2 separate regions of the Gossypium hirsutum genome follow, and region 2 is linked to region 1. Evidence: chromatin contacts called from public Hi-C data. All regions are on one chromosome and are shown on one strand. Each heading gives the region's core, a stretch centred on a gene start, on an enhancer-like site or on the middle of the called end of the contact. The rest is flanking DNA. Distances are from core to core; before and after follow the strand shown.

The links. A called contact is a pair of places that touch in the nucleus more often than the background predicts.
Region 2: a Hi-C map of leaf shows a contact between it and region 1, with 2.0 times the contacts expected there. The contact joins the promoter of LOC107917595 here to the promoter of LOC107917195 in region 1. A contact is called at or near these places in 2 of 34 Hi-C or Micro-C datasets (hypocotyl and leaf).

What each region holds. Positions count from the first base shown.
Region 1 is chrD01:8,089,967-8,096,618 of Gossypium_hirsutum_v2.1, forward strand. It overlaps LOC107917195 (double-strand break repair protein MRE11), which reads right to left and starts at 2,813. Exons shown (of 22, transcript XM_041086933.1): 1 at 2,672-2,813; 2 at 2,470-2,605; 3 at 2,143-2,300; 4 at 1,803-1,893; 5 at 1,360-1,479; 6 at 1,209-1,277; 7 at 1,011-1,102; 8 at 739-841; 9 at 548-655; 10 at 392-454; 11 at 220-295; 12 at 24-88. The coding sequence starts at 2,688.
Region 2 is chrD01:8,273,718-8,280,369 of Gossypium_hirsutum_v2.1, forward strand. It overlaps LOC107917595 (protein SPOROCYTELESS), which reads left to right and starts at 2,464. Exons shown (of 3, transcript XM_016846919.2): 1 at 2,464-3,166; 2 at 3,651-3,857; 3 at 3,938-4,322. The coding sequence starts at 2,624. The coding sequence ends at 4,162. It overlaps TRNAS-AGA (transfer RNA serine (anticodon AGA)), which reads right to left and starts at 5,402; the gene lies at 5,321-5,402.

The DNA.
Region 1 (6,652 bases), core at 1,563-4,062:
AACAAAGCAGAGGCCGAAATCACCTTAACTCGGACTAATGGAAGCTTGGGCTCTGATCCATTGACAGCCTTCCTATTAGACCACTGACCTAAAACGGAATTTTAATTATTACGATAAAGGCAATAAAGGATTTTGTTCTCACCATAAATGCTTAAAAGATTTAATCGTTAGACTTCTCTATTAGATAAAGTCTAAAATTATCTCATGCAAGAAAGAGACTTGCCACTTTGTCCAAATGTTCAAGAATTGAATTTTGATCATTGGGATCAATGTCAGGTTCATCCTTCAACACAACCTAAATCATGAACATTGAATAAGACAAAAGAATTCTTCTCAATTTATTGCCTTATATAAATAGTTTCAAAAGTATTTAACAATGATACTGCTTTACCTCTATATATGCAAAAGGTCTCACTGCTGTCAAAGGTATTTTGGTTGGACGATATTGATTGCCCTAAACAATAGCAACAAACCATGGTGTGAAAATATATATAAGAAACCAATACTGCTTGATTAAATGACAAATCCAATCTTTCAGGTGTAGAACCTTAATTTCTAAAAGAAGCACATGCTTTGGCTTTGATTCTCCATCAATCAGTGATGTTGCAACTGAGGAACCTGGCTGAGTAATGTGAAATCCCATCCCTGGCACTTCCTATGAAGTTAAAATCGACCTTCAATCTTTTACATCCTCAAAGGGATAAAAAATAATACATTGGAAAGATTTTACAAATCCACCTGAGGGTCAATAAGACATTCATGTTCGTGTCCCCAAACTATGAAATCAAGGAAGCGTGGTAAGAAGCGCTCATTTATTGCATTTTTAGCGTTCATTTTCACTCTGCAGGCCACGTGAGTTGAAGGTTTTAATATGTACACATGTAGTTTTGCACTATAATGTCTTCTTTTTCCACTTTTAGTTTAGGTCATGTATGAAATAACTCAATCACGAAGCAGAACACTTTGAGCATGATACACACTAATAAGGACATGCAACATCCACACACAACCTGTTCTGATGAAGTACCAGAATGGTGAACCAATCAGACACTTCGCATCCTTCTTGAGGTTCAGGTCGCGTCCATTGCACAGCTTGAGGTGTCTGAGAAACCAAATATAAACCACATAACAGATATTTTAAATGAATATCCGGGAAGTCAGAAACTAATGAGCAGTAATAAAAGTTCAATCTAAACTTATAAAGGCACCTGAAACATTCTATTGAGCCGCTCATCTCTAATATTCCCAAGACCATAAAGGGCTACAGCAGTTGAACCCTTCAATTCAAAAAGAGACCTAAGTTTCCCAACAAATGTGCAATTACCCTTCTAATTCATGTTAACGAAATCACTAGCAGACCTTCCTGATAAGAATAGGGTAGAGAGTAATCTGGCCAACACCCGAACCCGCAGGAACCATTTTCCCAAAATAGTTGACAATGTTACATACTGAAAGAATATCAATAGCAGAAAGGTTGTCCTGTCACCAATAAACAGTTGAGAACGGAATGCTCATAGAAATATTAAGAACAGTGGACTTGTGCACTCTATAAAGCATGATTATCTAACAAATCAAGAAAGGGAGTAAACAGCTGAAAAGTTTTCTCTACAATTATTCAGTCCCGCATATACAGATAGGCATGCCATTGGTGAATGGTGATGAATGGGACTTTATAACACTAACTTAGGATGGGACCCCAAAATTGGAACAAAAAATATTGAGCAACCATGATTTATCTCTAAAATGAAAAAAAAAACATAAGAAAAAGGGGAGGGGGGAGCATGTTTCCATAAGTTCCATACCACTCCAGCTGGATCGTCATGGTTCCCATGAATACTAAACACTGGCAAACCAACATTGAAGTGAGGATCTTCATAATTCACATGCCCAAATCTGTAAAGAGAGAAATGGTAGTAACAAGCTAAATGTGATCATAATCTTTGAAACTTGTCAAGCAACAAATAGAAAGAGCATATTTGCATATTAACAATTGGAGCACATATACATCCAGAATATAAGTTATAAACTTAGTTTAATTACATTAACTACATTAATCAAGCTGAGACAAAAAGAATGAAGGAAAATACAATTCGGACATTAAATCAGCAACACATAACACTGAGAAAGAGTGAAAACCATTACGTATTTGGAAAATTCACAGTCTGGTCGCTAACAACTTGGAACTGGACCGGTTGATCATTAAGGCAATGCCGACGAAGAATCTCAATGGCCTTAACTAAAGTTGACCTCGACGGCTTATTTTTATGGAAAAGATCTCCACCAAGGAGTAAAATGTCCACCTGATACCAAATACAAATCAGTGCATACTAACACTACAAAAACATGAAGTTCACTATAAATTAACACAGAAATTCCGAGGTCTTTTTTTCAGGTGAAAATCATATCGAATATAAAAAATTCCTTGGAATATAACAATGTGGAGATTTCAAAGAAAAAAAAAAGAATCACCTGTTTTTCCTCTGCTATTGAACATATTTCATCAAATGCTTGAAAAGAATCATGCCGTCGTATTTCGTCTTTCTCCATATAATCTAAATGACAATCCGTCGCTACAAGTATTCGAAGCGTGTTGCTAACATCCTGTCTGAAAATTTCTTTTCTTTATTACATCATATCCAAACTAAAATAAAATAAAATGGATAAATTTTACCTTCTAGAATCGTTCATAGTAATAGATTTCGCTCTAAATTGAAAACCTGAAAAACAGATGGAAAAATAATGTCAAGAAACTGTAAAGTATTTTTCTATAATATAATACCTGAAGCACTATAATCTGCAGCAAGTAAATCAAACAAAAATGAATTAAGAAAATGAGAGATATATTAGCTACCAAATAAGTTTCGACTCTTGTGAAGTTGAGAAAAGTGGAAGAAACGGCGGGGAATTTCAAAGGGGAGGGAGAAAATAAGGCTAAATTTTGGAGAGATTAAACGGGTCGGGTTTGTATTATCCAGTTAAGTTTGGTCCATTTTGATTCAAATGGGTTTCGATCGTCTTGGTCCATTATTTAAGCTCGAAGTTGGGAACTTTCTACAGCCCATGTTATTACCTTATAAAGTCTTTCTTTGGTAATTGGCATTGAAAATCTAAATAAGTTTCTATATTTTTTTTTTGAGTTTTAGTTCAATTGGTGTAGACATTGTTGTCAATACAGGAGGATATAGGTTTGAGTGCGTTGAAACGCATTATCTTTTGATCTATGGGTAGGAAGGGGTTATTGATAATTTTAGGTATTTTGACAAAAAAATACAAACATAATATTTTTTTGACAAAATAATGGTCTGACAATTACTTGGTTTAGTTAAAAAAATGTAAAAACTAACCGCTTTATTTTATACTTTAACCGATTAACTTGCTACTGATAAAAAAATACAAAATTGAATAGTTGGGTGATAATTTTTATAACTTTTTTATAGTTGAGTGACAAAATAAAAACATAGTTAGGTAATTACTAATGTAGTTTATCCTAAAATTTAAAATGTGTTTGATGAACTAAAAAATTAAGCACTGAATTTATATTATAAAACTATTTGATATATTAGTAAAAATTAATCATTGAATATAATTATTTTGTTTAATAATAATAAGCTTTAATTTTTGAAAATTCATTATTTCTGTTGAGTGAGGTCAACTATTTCAGATAAGTCTTCGAAGTCTCGTTCGACAAGCAATCAATGTTGCCCTCAACAATCAAATGTATTGTCACTGTGTCGGGGTTTTATCCTCCGACCTTCACGGAGAGTCATGTGCGCAGTATGATTCACAGAGGGAATACTTAGATTGATGAAGATCAATACCTACAAAGTTCAAAATTAATGTTAATATTAAGCATATGGATAATTATGAAAATATCTAAATGCGTTGTAAAACCATATTATAAGAAAATTGAATTTATTTATAATAAGGGTATAATGATGAATTTATCCCTAAACGTTTACATTTTCTATCAATTTGGCTTTTATTAAATTTTTAGTTAAATTTAGTCATTAACCTTTCAGAAAAAGAGTCAAATTCATTATTTTAATGGAAATGATGACTAAAACATTAATTTTTAACATTGTTGGCTTGGCAACTCACATGGTAGTCCATGTACAATTAATGTTAACGTAACATCATTTTTCTTATCTTTAACGTCAACAAATAATTCAAAACTTTAAAACTTTAAAAATTAAAATTAAAATTAAAAACATATATATATAAAGTTCATTAACACCATGTTTGGGTATGATCCTACTAATTTGAGCTATTTATGGTTTTTTTATGTGTTAGGGATTAAATTGAAAGCAAAAGAAAATTTATAGGAAAAAAGAATGAATTTAAAGACAAAATGGGAAAACATGCGAAATAGAGAAAAAGTGGTGTCGAAAGTACAAAGTACGAAAGACTTAAGGTAAAAATTCAAAGAAGAGATTTATAAACAGAAGACTCTATTTAAATTTGAATTTTATTAGGATTATTGTTAAGATTATTAGTTAGATTTAATTTCAACTTTTATCTTTATTTATCTTTTAGAATTTAAGTAGGAACAAACTAGATTTTTTTAAGTACTATAAATAGGGGATGGAGTGATACAAATTGGCACTCATCTTTTCTGTAAAAGCTTCCTCTTCTAAAAAGCTCTAGCTTTTTGTTCTTTTTATTTTTCAAAAAAATTTCATTTTATTAAACTTATTTCTTTTTTCCAAAAAGCATGAGCCACTAAACTCATCTAACCAAAAGTTTTCGAGATTCCCCAAAAAGGGTTCATAAGGCTTAGAATCCGCACTTAGCTTTCTCAACGAGTATTCATCATTTCTCTGCACTACAGGATTGGCGCTTCCGTTCATATCCCTTCAAAAGTGATCTTTTCATCTTGTGCAAAGGCGGCCGCTTTGTATGTTTTGCGAAGGTTGCACAGTCGGTTCGTTAGCTTATTGCGTCAGTGGTTGTCGAGCCCAATAGACAAAGTGGTGTGGCATTCGCCATTGAGAAGTGATGATCTAGTGTAAGACAATCCCACAAAAGTGACAATTCGCTAGAGTCAAGTTCCCCTATATCGTAAGTCTAAATTCTAAGTGGAGCTGATGATCGTAGGCGTCCTCTTCCACTATAATTGGCTTATTCTGTCATGAGAAGGACCATCTAAAAGCCTAGGATTGAACCAAAGGAGGATCGAGATAACCGAAGGCTGGAATCTCTCAATCCAAGAATCTCTTTTCTCGACTCTGTTTATTTTTACAAATTCGATTTCAATTTACACAATCTCAATTCATCTATACTTTTAATTCTGTTTTTATTTTTATTTTTTTCAAGTACGCCATTTTTCTTGGGCACGATTGTGCCTGAGATTTCGATGAACAAAAGGTTGTGCAAATCCAGTCCCTGAGAATTTGATTCTACTTCCCTTTTACTATTCTTTTCGTTATTTTATAGGGATAAGATATTTTTGGTGCTCTCAATGACGCACCAAATTTTGGCGTCGTTGTTGGGGATTGGCAACATACTAATCTTGTTTCTTTCTTTCTTATGACCAGATCTGCTCCGAGAATTCTTGCATTTGATTCAGAAATAGAGAAGTAAGGACTCAAAGTAACCCACCGCTAGAGATAGAAGTAGACGACGAAGTTGAGTCTAGGGTTAACGAAAACCCTACTTAAACACTAGAAAACGAAAGAGTAGGAGTCGATCCACCAGAAGAAGTGCTTAACGCGAGGGTTAACGAAAACCTGAATCTAGCACATTAACCTATAGCTCAAACAATTTGGTAAATGGCCAAAGCTCCTATAGAACAACCGCTGTTATGCATTACGTATCCTACTATAGATACTGATTTTGAACTAAAGTCAGGATTAATCCAGTTACTGCTGACTTTTCATGGGTTGCAAAACAAATATCCCTATAAACATCTAAAAGAGTTTCATATAGTTTTTCTTAGTATGAAACCTCAGGGTGTAACTGAAGATCAAATCAAATTGCATGCTTTCCTTTTTTCCTTAGCAAACTATGCTAGGGAGTGGTTATTTTATCTACCCCCTAGGTCTATTACAACTTGGAGATCATTGGGATAAGGCAAAAAGAAGTAGAGTCTCTTTACAACTATTAGGAGCGATTTAAGAAGTTGTGTGCAAGTTGCCCACAACATGGGATCACAGAATAGTCTCTTCTCCAGTACTTCTATAAAAGCTTGGAGCCCATAGAAATGAACATGGTAGATGCCGCCAATGGAGGAGCGTTGGTTAACATGACTCTCCAACAGGCAAGGGACTTGATCTCCACGATGGCTGCAAATACGCAGCAGTTCTGAGCCAATCCTAAATCCACTAGAAGGGTTTACCCGCTAAGTAATTCAACCTTAAAAGATAAAGTTGATAGACTTACTAATATTGTGAATTCTCTTGTTACAGACAAAGCAAGACCAACCCAACTATGTGAAATCTGTGTAACACTTGAACATACAACTAATGCATGTCTTAGTTTGTATGATGATACTATGGCTCATTTAGATGCGGTGGGGAACTTTCCTAAGCCACCACAAAGGCGATATGACCCCTACGCTAATACCTATAACCCAGGATGGAAAGACCATCCTAACTTGAGTTATGAGGCCAATCTACGGTATAACCAGCCACACCCAAACAGATTTAAACAACAG
Region 2 (6,652 bases), core at 1,214-3,713, 180 kb after region 1:
AAGTCTAACACATACAATGGAATAATATATATGATTGGATTATGTTGGAGCTTTTGGGTAGAGTAGTTTTGAAGAGATGAATGCAACACATGGGAAACCAAAGAGAATACTTGAAATGTTAGGTGGAAGTTAGTTATTTTTGCAAGGAAAAAGAAGGAAATGCTTTGGGGATAAGAAAGGGGGTTCATCCTTTAGTTCATCACTAAATATAGAATTTATGGGTCTAATACAAATACATATACAAATATCATGTATTTGTAGTTAGTATTTATCCATGGGATCTTATTCTTCACTAGTTTCTTTATGATCCAAGAATTGAATGATATCCCTTTATTTTATGAAAATTAATAAGTTAGTTCATTAACAAACATGTGAACTTGAACTACTAGTTTTTCTAATTACTAGTTGCATACAGATTGTTGAATTGCTTGTTTTGCTAGTTCATTGCATATAAAATTGTTGAACTACTGATTTTCAGGTCAAATATGTAATGGGAAGGTTTAACAGTGTTATCCAATTAGATTAATTTTTCAATCTTCATAAAATACGAGAATCAAATTCTGATAAACTAAAGTAAAGGGTTTAATTTTTGTAAAGTAAAAGAAGCATCTAATTGAAATCCATCAAACTATTATAAGAAACCCTACTAACAAATTGTTGATATTTACATTATTATTATTATTTTATTGCGATGGGATAACTAAAAATTGTAATAAAAATTAATTATAGGTGGACTGTTTATTTTTAATTGAATCTATGAAATGAACACATAGAATAAAGATATTTTTAGTATCCAACAAGAAAAGGATTCTCAATTTAATTAGATATTTGGAAATTGGATCCAATTAAATGAAGACAACATAATTTAATAATTAATAAAAACTAAGGAGAGAAATAATTGAAACATTAATGGCATATCCTAGTACAAATATTTTTATTATTGTGTTCAAACAACAAATTGGGCAACCATAAACTACCACATGGAATAAGCTTTCCAAATATGATAGAATTAGGCCATCATTGCAACCCTACAACATAGCTAGGCAGATTCACATTGTCATGACCAAATCTTACTCTATGATTGCCCTTACACCTTTTACTTACCATCCTTGATTAATATTACATGTATCTCGAGACATTTAGATTTATTATTTTTGAGTATCCACAAAAGTTTCATCAATCGCATATGCTTTTTTCCGTATTTGAATCAAGAAAATAATATAAAAATGTGAATTGAATCTTAACTCGATTGGTATGATTATTTTTGTCAATGCAAGATGACGTAGGTTCGAGTGTGTTGAAACGTATTACCCTTCTATTTATGGATTAGAGAGGGACTATGGATAATTTTAAACCAAATCGGAACACATACTGAGATTTGAACACAAAACACTTAAATTTACCATTTTAACTAATATTTCATTTAAATTTTACATAATTTTTTTATAAGTATATTTTTATATAATTTTTTAACCTATATCATGAATATGTCATAATCTAATAAATATTAAATACGACTTAAAAAATACATAAATACAAAATAATTTCACAAATCCTTGTTTGAGTCTACCCAAATCTTTCCCTACTATCACAATATCATGCCCATTACATAAATCAATTTGTAATGTAAAACCATTGTACCCCCACAATGTTGTTTGAGAACCCTAATGGCTTTTGACACTTCAAAATTTTCCCTTTTTTTTTCCAATATCCTGACCATTAAATCATTGTCATATCATTTTAGATCAAGAAAATTTTTAAATGATTTTGTTTTTATAGCATTTAAATTTCAGGTTATATTATATTTTAAAAAATCATAAATTATTTAGAAGAAAATTGGGGGGGAAAGGGGAAAGAAATTAAATATATTTTTTGCATGAAAATGAAAAGCCCTAATGTTTGTATGCTACTTTTGTCTAAACTGACACTCCCCAACTACTTAAACGGAGTTGTAATGTCCTTTGTGTTTCAGATCATGTCCCCGGTATAATCAGTTGCCCTCAGTGCATGACACGTGTCTCTAGGTACTATATTATTGAACTCCATGCTCACTCTCTCTTATGCGCGTGTTTCAATACTCCATTACAGGACACGCTTTTGTACTACACGCGCGTTTAGATGGATTTGCTTTTGGATTTTGGTTTTGCATAGGGATTGGTGTTCTTTGGCTGGAATTTGCTATTCCTCAGGCTGGTTTTACTGATTCCAGGGATGAATTCTTTTTGTCCTTTTTTTAATAAAAAAAGTTATGGATCAACAAAGAAATTTATGAAAAATCAATGATTTTTTTTTCAAATTTTATGTATTTATTATATTCTAAATTAATTTTTAATATATTATGTGGTGAAGATTTTAGAATTGATAAAAACAAAATAAAAACCTGGGGAAAAAATACAAGAACATGTACCTTGTTATCTGTTTTTTTAATGAAAACTTTATTTTTAATTGCAATAAATTGATGTCTAAGGAAAATCCAAATCTTTCAGAACCCTCTGTCTATAAAATCCCCGTTCTTTTGATCATCAAGCAAAAGCCAAAGACAGGGAAAGAAAAGAAAAGAAAAACTCTCTTTCTCTCTCTTTTTGATTTAAGCTAAAAACATATCAAAACCCTTCTTTTTTTAATGGCTACTTCACTTACACTCTTGACTCCAAACACTGATAACCCAACAACAAAACCCATGGAAGATGAAGCTAAACCTGCCATGGAGTTTGTGAAGAGCAACAAAGGAAGGAAATCAAGTGGGAAAGGTCCATACCAAAAGAAACAGCCTCAAAGAGGTATGGGAGTGGCCCAACTTGAACGTTTGAGGAAAATGAGTGAAACAAGGACCACAACGACAATAAACCAGTTCGGTTGTGAAGCTATGGGAGCTAGTAATGTGCCTGTCCTGCATGGTGTAGCAAACTATGGTGTTCCCCCCATGATGATCAATGGTGGAAGTGGGGGGTTATGGGGTTGGGGGGCTGACACAGATGGTTTGATGATGCAAAGAGTTGTTGGTAATGGAGGGTTTGGTGGGTTTAATAGTCAGGTTTTGGTTGGAAATCCTGGTAATGTTCAGGTTGGTTGTGCTGCTGCTAGTGTTGTGGAGGCTTCTAAAGAGCTCTCTTCAATGCCAAAGTTCCAGCATTGCAAGCCTGAGCATTGTGATCTTTGCTTTAAGGTCTAGCTTTTACCCCTTTTTTTTTCAAAGCTTCTTAATTTGCAAGTTTTGTGCTTTGGGTTTTGTTTGCTTGTTTTAAGTATTGTGCTTTTGGTTTTTGGTGATGTTTTGTTTTTGTTTCTAACAAAATGTAGGAAATGTGAAGTAAAAAGATGATATAGTTGAACAGGTCGTAATATTGTTGATTCTGATATTTATTTCTAAATGTTTATGTCTGATTCCTGAGAAAAAAATGGGGGAAAAAGGAGTTATAAGTTGGAAAGGATTTCTTGATTCCTCCTGTTTGGCTTGCTAGAAAAATATAGCAACACAGAAAAAAAGAGAGAGCTACAATTAGGAGATCATTAGTCTTATGTTTCTTGGGATTGTATCTAAAAATCACTCAAAATGAACCCAAAAGCTAGTCAGTATCTGTCTCAAGTTCTTTCTTTTATATATGACTTCTTTGCCATCTTATTGATCACTTGAATACATGTTGTAGAAGAAGCGTTGCAATATGGAGAACGGGAAGTTTAATGGAGGTTTATTCAACCAATTTGGACAAGCTTTTCCAAACAAAGGAACTGACTTTCATGGATGGAACCTGGAAAACAATCAAAACACAAATGAAGAGATGATGAAGGGATTCAGTGCTAGAGCTGCAAGGAGTGCTTATGCATATGCAGCAGCAGGCCAAATGAACATCAATGAGGTGATGATGATGACCAATCAAATTGGGTTTTTTTAAAATAAAATACCGTTCTTCTTATGGGGTTCTTTGTGTTGTTGTAGACAGTGGATGTTGTGGCGATTCACAGGAAAGGAAATTCATTTGGCACTGGAAGTTATGTGATGGAGTATGAATTTTTCCCAGGGAAAAATGGCAGAAACACAGCTTCCAAGGAATGGGAATTTCCTGAAGAAGCTTCTTCATCAGCAATTACAGTAGGTGGTGAAGCTTCTTATGCTAATAATGCTCCTAATTGTGTTGATCTGTCACTCAAGCTTTCATATTAGAAGCATACAGGAAAATCTTGGTTTTACTGTTACATTGATTTTGGAGGTGTAATTAATGCTTTTTTAAAAAAAACCAAATTCCAAAATACAGCTTTTAAAGTTCCTCTTTTGTTGTTACACTTAATTAAAAATATATATGGTCACCACTTTTTATTTGAAATGTTGTAGATACCCACATATTTCTTATGATTAAAAAAAGTGTACAATCTTGACAGATACAGCAAAATAGTGAAGAAATTAACCAAGTTCAAAGTTTCTGTCTAGTCTAAATTCACATTGCCATTGCCATTGCCATTGCCAAATACATATAGAAGAAGATGTGTAGATTGTAGAGACTGGTATTGTGTATTGCATATGGAAGCACCCAAATATGGTTCATCAGTGATAAAAACCATTAACCCTGGCTGTCATTTCACAATCCTAGATATATTGTACTTTTAACTTCGAAAAAAAAACTGAGTTTTACTTGTCTTCAGATTATATATATATACACCAAGGTCTGGGATATATAAATATAGGGTGGAAAGAATTGGCTCAAAACCCTAGCAACTGTCTCTATCTCTCTTTTAGAATTTTACTTCATTTTTTTAAAAATTTAATGTGGTGAAACACAAGGAGGGCATCTCTAGCTTTCTGTTTATGGGAGTGAGCTAATTAAGTACACCTTTTTTAGGGGTTGCTTTGAAAAAGGTGTAAGCAAAGAGTATAATATATATATATAAACTGTCACTGTTTCCAGCAAAATTAAAGCAAAAACATTAACTGGAGGATCATCAGAAACTGGCTGCTACCTACTGCTGTAAGCCTGTAACTGATTAGTGCAGGTATAAAAGTTACAATATGAACTTGAACACAAATAATGTTTTTTTAAGTTAAAAAAGGAAGATGGTAAATTATATTTTTTAATATGAAGATGAGGGACGTGGGACTGGTAGTCTCTGATAGTAGCAAAGCTGAGCATTGGAAGCTTTTTTTTTTGGTGTTGGGGGGGCTAATAATAACTTACTTTTTGATGGGTTTTCTCAATTGTTTTGGTTTAAGAAAACAACAATATCATTAATTCTTCATGGTTGAGAAAATTTGTGTTTGTTTTCTAGGAAAATTTTGAAGGAAAAGAAAATTGAAGGAAATTGCCACCAAAAGGTAAGAAAGTTAAAACGTGGACGGCAGGATTCGAACCTGCGCGGGCAGAGCCCACATGATTTCTAGTCATGCCCGATAACCACTCCGGCACGTCCACGAGTATGATGTGCTTGGAGGAGAATGTTTCTCTTAATCATTTTTAGAGTGTTATATTTTTGGTTAAATTCTGCTATTAGTCCTTGTACTTTAATTAGATCAATTTTAGTCCTCTACTTTTCAAATTGGTCAAATTTACTCATTGTACTTTTCAAATTATGAAATTTCAATCATGACTCAAATAGTAGCAATTAAATCCGTTTTGTTAAATTCAATTGTTAACCATGTACCATGCATACATTTGTAGATTTAACCTATAGTCTCCGACTAGATCATTTTAAGTACATATACTTTTCAAATTTTAAAATTTTAATATTGAAACAAATGGTAGTCGTCAATTCATTAATTAAAATTTTAGTGAGTAATATGTGGAAATAACAAGCTAATATGGCCTTACACATATGATATGTTTTGTCGCATCAAATTTTGGAAACATCATAATTTAATTGAATGAATTTAACAGTTACCGCTTGGTGAGAATTGAAATTTTAAAATTAAAAAAGTACAGGGACTAAAAATGACCAAATTAAAGTACATGGACTAAATCCACAACTTTCACAAAATAAAAGGACTAATAGCAGAATTCAACCTACGTTTTCCTTGGGAAACGAAGGTCACTTTTTTTAAGGGATAAATATCAAAATTATACATGAATTTTGACCCAATGTGTAATTTGATATACAAGCATTGATTTTGTGTAGTTATTCACATTAAACTTTGATTTTAGTTCAATTGTACATATAAAACTTAGATTTTGATTCAATTGTACACATTTACAGAAATGAGCACATCAATTTATTTTCATTTTATATAAGTATAAATATTTGTGTATGTAACATGTAAACACAAAATGATATTGTATTAATGATGATGCTAGTAGTTTATGAAAATTGAATCAAACAAAAATGTCATTGTATAAAATTATACAAAATCAAAATTCATGTATAACATTACATATTGAACCAAAAATCATATGTAATTTTGAGATATATCCAATTTTTTTAATGAATGATATTTCATATGATAACTAAGAAATCTCTTTGATTCCCAAAATTTAGATATTATTTTTTAATGTAAATTTAGGATAAACTATCAAAATAGTCTATTTTGTTCACCTCATATTATATTTTTAGTCATTTATGTTTGAAATATTACATTTTAGTCATTTACGTTAACGTATTATAACATTTTAGTCACTGAGCCATTAATTGTCGTTAACGGTGTAACGATAAGCTGACATGACACGTTAAA